Linked DNA regions of Sus scrofa: region 1 is linked to region 2. Evidence: chromatin contacts called from public targeted proximity ligation data. All regions are on one chromosome and are shown on one strand. The core of a region is the stretch at or near the end of the contact, and the rest is flanking DNA. Distances in the headings are between cores, read along the strand shown.

What was found.
Region 1: a targeted proximity ligation map of alveolar macrophages shows a contact between it and region 2. A contact is called at or near these places in 5 of 47 Hi-C or Micro-C datasets (alveolar macrophages, embryonic fibroblasts, liver and 1 more) and 2 of 2 datasets of targeted methods (alveolar macrophages and skeletal muscle).

The regions. Positions count from the first base shown.
Region 1 is chr3:114,230,419-114,233,800 of Sscrofa11.1, reverse strand. It overlaps a transcript of NCOA1 not described here. Among named protein-coding and RNA genes, the nearest start is that of ITSN2, 130 kb to the left of the region's middle.
Region 2 is chr3:114,161,484-114,164,577 of Sscrofa11.1, reverse strand. It overlaps a transcript of NCOA1 not described here. Among named protein-coding and RNA genes, the nearest start is that of NCOA1, 64 kb to the right of the region's middle.

The DNA.
Region 1 (3,382 bases), core at 386-2,885, 69 kb before region 2:
CATCTGTAAAGTGGGGGTAATAATTGTACTTAACTTTACAAGGCTGTTGTGAGAATTTTGTGAATTTAAACATATAAAATGCTTAGAATATGCCTGGCCCAGGGGAGGTGCAGTGAAAATGGCTGCTGTTGTTTTCCCTCCTCTTTAAAAGAAAAATTGTGGTAAGGTGCATGTAACATAAAATTTACTATCATATTTTTAAATGAATAGTTTAAGCTGCTGTCATTTTCATCATCCTCATTATCACTAGGACCCATGTAAAAATATGTAATAATTTTTTCCCAGGTCTCGGTCCTAGGAAGAGCTGTGTTTCCTTTGACCAAATGGTTTACTTGTATTACATAGTCATCATGACTCTTATAACCTGTGGTATTTCTTTCTTTGCAAGGTAGCTTAGTCAGGTGTGCAGCTCATCCCTTGCAATGGTATATGACTTTGTGGCATATAGTTGTGTGGTAAACTATAGTTATCTCTGACCTCAGCTTATTTTCCTCCCTCATTTTCTCTTTGCCCCATTCTTGTCACTTCTTTCTTTTTAATTCTGATGTACTCTGTGATCTGTCTCAAATCTTTTTTAGAATAAGATGGAAATAAGCAAGTAATCTTCATTACAGCATGTTCTCATATTGAAAGTTCAGATTAATTTTCATTTAATTTACCTTAAGCTGGCTGCTTCTTGATGACAGGGAGGTGCTATAATTTTCATTAGGATTTCTCAAATGGCATCATAGGATGGATTACTTCTGAGAAGGTTCCTGTTGACAGCTAATCCTGTTGATGGTGTTACGTTTAAGCTTCCATTACAGAAGTGTTCCTTCCTGACTTTTCTTGTTTGTTTTTTCCCTTGACCTTTGCTCCAGCCTTCTCTTGTAGATTTGGGAGGTGGGGGGTTGGGAGCGGGGGAGGATCATTTTAAGAACTTGTAAACCTGTGGTCTTTAAAAATACTCTTCAGAATAAGACTTTTATTGTAGGTGTAGCATAGGCAGAGCAAAGGGTACATGTGTTGTTATTGTTACGTTTCTTTTAAAAGCCAGGATGCCATTTTATTGATTGTCAAGGGATAAAAGGAAATTTCCCAAAGCCTAAAATATTCCTGTATATTCTGGTTATATCACTAGTGTATTCTCTCCCCCAAGTGGAAATGTACAATGGGGCTGAATCTATTGTGTTTTTTCGTGGGGAGAATTAAAAAAAATTTTTTTTGACATCAGGATTGATTGAAATGCCTTTTATGTCTTTTTAAAATTTGTAGATGCCTTCTTTTTCCCTCCCTCTCTTTTTTTCCTTTTAGTTTGTCTGTTGAAGAACCTGGGTGGTTTGTCCTATAGTTTTTTACAGTCTGGATTTCTGTTTAGTTTAACATATTCTCTACCCTCTGTATATCCTGTAAATAGTAGTTTGATGTAGAAGCTTGATGAAAGTTTAATTTGGGGGTGGGGGCAAGATGACTTTATAGATGGTATAATGAGACATATGCAATGTCTAGTTGTCTTTTGTGATGTTAGCAGCTGTGAGTATTGCTATTGGCTTTTGGGACTTAAAATCTTAGTGATCACCATGGTATCTTGATGAGAAAAGGGAAGCATTGCCTGGAAATGGTGGTGTCTACGCTGTACAGATAGGACTCCTGGTAATCATTTGAGAATGAAGCTGTGTTGTGTAGGCTCAAACAAGACCTAGCTTTCAGTCTTGGCTTCCTTGTTTAGGAGCTGTTTGATCTTGCATAATTAACAACAGCAGCAGCAGCAATAGCAGCAGCTACCATTTATTTAGTGCTTATTTTACATAAGGTTCTGTGCTGAGTGTTTTGTGTACATTGTGTAATCTGATCCTCATAACTACTCTGTAAGCCAGGTATCTTTATTTTGCGTTTCACATTGCTGAGAAGTAAGGAAGCAGGGATTCAAGCCTTGTGTGACTCCAGTCTTAATTGCTTTGTTTTTCCATATCTGTAAAATGGGATATAAGTATAGTTGCCTTATCTAGCTTGTAGGGTTAATGAGGTATTGTGTGTGAAAGTGTCTTAAAAGTGTTATAGATATTAAAATGAGAAGTGTGCTGGGCTGACGATACTCTAGGGAAGATGGATAGCCAAAGATGCCTTTGGCTAAGTGATAGTGAGAAGCTTGGATGGAAAGAACCCTCTGGTCATTTTCTAACTTCTGTTTCCATTACTATAGCTGTTGACACGTAGGAGAGTTTCCTTCTCTTTTTCAGATTGACAGTGATAGAGATTTCATATGTGGTAACTGTCACATGTCAGAGATGGCTTAAGAGTCTCTCAGTGAAGAGTGATGTCTTGGTTTTACTCCATGGACCATGTATATAGGCTTCATACAGATATTTTTAACTGAGAGGGAAAGAGTTTAGTCACAGTTCTTTTTTAAAAAGATAAATATTTATTGAAAGTGGGACGATGTTAACTGAATTTGTCATGTTATATTTCTTTAGTTAGATAGTAGGTATGTTATTTATGTTAAAATTATTTTTTTAATTGCCTCTTTGTATGTCTAAAGTTTTTTGTTGTTGTTGTTTTTTTTGTCTTTTTTCCATTTCTTGGGCCGCTCCTGCGGCACATGGAGGTTCCCAGGCTAGGGGTCCAATCGGAGCTGTAGCCGCTGGCCTACAACACAGCCACAGCAACACGGGATCCTAGCCGTGTCTACAACCTATACCACAGCTCACGGCAACGCCAGATCCTTAACCCACTGAGGAAGGGCAGGGATCAGACCTGAAACCTCATGGTTCCTAGTCGGATTCGTTAATCATTGCAGCACAACGGGAACTCCTGTCTAAAGTATTTTATAATTAATAAAACCAGTAACGTGCTCAACAGTGATAATCACATGTGTAATAGACAAAGAAAGAGATAGATGTGAAATTAGTACATGTAGGTCTAACCTTCAGTGATTTGCTATGAGTTGTGACTGGAATGAGTACGCGGAGAACTGTGTTGAGAGGAGATCTGTGGCCATTTCCAGCTCAGCGGCAGTTGTGAGGGATGACTGATATCTGCCTGGGCCAGACATGCAGAGTGTAGGAATATGTGCTTTGTTTTTGCCGAAATTGGTAATGTGTTTGTCAGAAAATCCTAGCCCTTGAGGTGGTACTATACTTCTTGCATTTCTTCTGTTACTTTGGGAATCATAATTGCCATACTATATATATATATATATTGGGGGGGGCACATCTTTTGTCTTTTTAGGGCTGCACCTGTGGCATGTGGAGGTTACCAGGCTAGGGGTCGAATCGATCTGCAGCTGCTGGCCTAAAGCCACAGCCACAGCAACGCTGGATCCAAGCTGTGACTTATACAACAGCCCACAATAGCAACACCAGATCCTTAACCCACTGAGCAAGGCAGGGACCAAACCAGTGAG
Region 2 (3,094 bases), core at 13-2,512:
TTCACTAAACTTATTGTGGTAATCATTTCATGATATTATGAGTTAAATCATTATGCTGTACACTTTAAATTTTTACAATGCTCCCTGTCGGTTATATATGAATGAAACTGAAAGAAGAATAAAATAATTTTATTGGGATATATTTGTTTTACAATGTTGTTTTAGTTTCAGGTGTACAGCAGCGTGAATCAGTTATACGTATACATATATTTATTCTAGGTCTTTTTTCTTAGTTGAAGTGTAGTTGATATATGTATTATATAAGTTGCAGGTATGCAATACAGTGATGCACAATATTTAAAGATTATACTCCATTTACAGTTATTATAAAATATTGGCTATATCTCCCATGTTGTACAGTATATCCTTGTAGCTTATTTTACATAATAGATTATACCTGTAATCCCCTACCCCATATAACTCCTCCCCCCATCCTCTCTCCACTGGTAACCACTTATTTATTCTCTGTATCCGTGAATCTGCTTCTTTTCTGTTAAATTCACTAATTTATTGTAATTTTTAGATTCTTCATATAAATGATATCATGCAATATTTGTCTTTCTCTGACTCATTTCACTTAGCATGGTGCCCTCCAAGTCTATCCATGTTGCTACAAATGGCAAAATTTCATTCTTTTTGTGGATGAGTAGTATTCCATTGTATGTGTGTGTATGTATGTTTGTATATACACACACACACATACCAATCTTATTTATCCATTTATCTGTTGATGGACACTGAGGTTGCTTCCATATCTTGGCAATTGTGAATAGTGCTGCTGTGAACATTGTGGTGCATGTGACCAGGTCATAATATGATTGAAAACTAGTTTTAGGAGTTCCCGTCTTAGCTCAGTGGTTAACAAACCCGACCAGTAATCATGAGGTTGTGGGTTCGATTCCTGGCCTCGCTCATTGGGTTAAGGATCCAGCGTTGCTGTGAGCTGTGGTGAGGTTGCTGATGCAGCTTGGATCCCACGTTGCTATGGCTGTGGCGTAGGCCAGTGGCTGCAGCTCTGATTGGACCCCTAACCTGGGAACTTCCAAATGCCGTGGGTGCAGCCCTAAAAAAAGACAAAAAGACCAAAGAAAAACCCCAAACCAAAAAAACTAGCTTTAAATTAGCTTAATCTCTGATTGAATTACATCCCATTGCCAACTAGAAACTGAAGAAAATCTTCTATTGAAAAGATAATATCAGTCATAACCTCTGCTGTATTTATTGTGCAATATCTGACATTCATTCTGTAGCTTCCAGGCATACCAAGGGTCATGAACAAGAGGAAAACAGATATAGAAACACATGATCAGATGTGGACTTCACTGCCACTTCCTTTATCCCTCTTTTGTTTTAGATTAGAAATTTGTCACTTGAATTGTTTTCCCCTATAGGTAAAGCATCATTTCTTTCTCTGTTTCACTACATTTTTTTGTCTTTAGTTTTCCGAAGTTTACCTATGAGCTGTCCTAGTATGGATTATTTTGGGTTTATCCTGTTTACTTAACTGCTGGAACCCTAGTTTGTATATTTTGCCAACCTTGAGAAGTTACCAGCTTTTGTTTCTTGGAGTACTTTTTCATTCTCACCCTCTTTCTTTCGTTTTGGGACTCAGATAACATGGAAGAGAAGTCTTTTGTTATAGTCCCACAGGTCTCCAAGAGTGTTTTCAGTGTTTTCTCTGTGTTGTTCAGATTGGGTCGTTTCTTTTGTTCTGTCTTCCAGTTCAGTGGTTTTTCCTTGTCCTCTCCATTCTACTCTTGTTCTCATCTGTTGTGTCTTTTATTTCAGTTATTGTATTTTTTCAGTTCTGAAATTTCCATTCGGCTCTTTCTTATCTATTTTTTCTTTGTTGATATTCCTGGTTTTTGTTTGTTTGTTTCAAGCATATGTGTAATTGCTCTTTGAGACATGTTTATAATGGTCACTTAAAAATCCTATTCAAGCATTATGTCGGGAGGCTGGCCATCAGAGTTTTAATCCTGGGTCTCCCTCCCAATAATTTTAGGAAGCTGGGCAACCTCTGGGGTTTTAATCTGTAATTTAATCTCTTTGTAGTTTTCACCTTGCATAAAATGGGGTTAATAACAGTAATTCGTAATTGCTTCACAGAATTATGGGAAGGGTTTACTTAAATGTATAATATGTTTATTGCGTTAGCTAAGCACATAGTATATGTTCAATAAATACTACTTAATACTGAAAAAAAAATCCTCTTCAGATAATCCTACCATATCCATCACCTAGATATTGGCATCTGTGGATGGTCTTTTTTCATTCAGTTTGAGATATTCCCTGCTACAGTGAGAGTTATGAAAGTTCTTATTATGAAGAATGATTTTTATTTGATACCTGGACATTTGGGTATCATGTGCTGAGACTCTGGATCCTATTTAAACATTCTGGTTTAGCTGGCTTCTTCTGGCACTGCCCCAACATGGGAAGGAGGGTAGTGCTCTGCCACTTTACTGCCCAGTGGGGGTAGAAGTCCAAGTTCCTCACTCTGCCTCTGTTGACTCTCAAGGTGGTGAGATAGTGCTCATTACTGCTGGTCAAGGATGGGAGTTCCGCCCTCCACTGGCTTTTCCCTGGCCAGGAGGGGCAGATGTGCCTCAGTACTGGGGCCCCCATGGCTTCCACAGGGGAGGGCCTTTTTGCTGTTGGGCCTTTCACTACTTCTGACACTAGCCTACAGCATGGTCAGCCTTCTTACTGCCATGTGGACCTCCAAGCTCTCCAAGTGGTTTTCATTGACTCCATGGGGAAGGAGGTCTCCTTATCACCTGGTAGGGACCAACTTTCAGGTGGCCTTCTCTGACACCATTGTGGTGGCAGTGTGGGGGACCTCATTACAGCTTGGCAAAGGTAAAAGTCTAAGCTCTCCACTTGACCTTTGCTGGTCCACAGTTTTGTCTTGTTATGTTTGTCTGCATATAATACTTTTTGTCTAGACTGTTTCTTTCCTAATCTTTTGTCTAGGAAGAATGGGATTTTGTTTTGTGTGTTTGGGGGCATCTGGGCCTGTTGGTATTTCTAGGTTGCCAGCCTCTTCAACTCCAAGCCTAGGATATGTGGGGCACAAAAGAAAACCCATAGA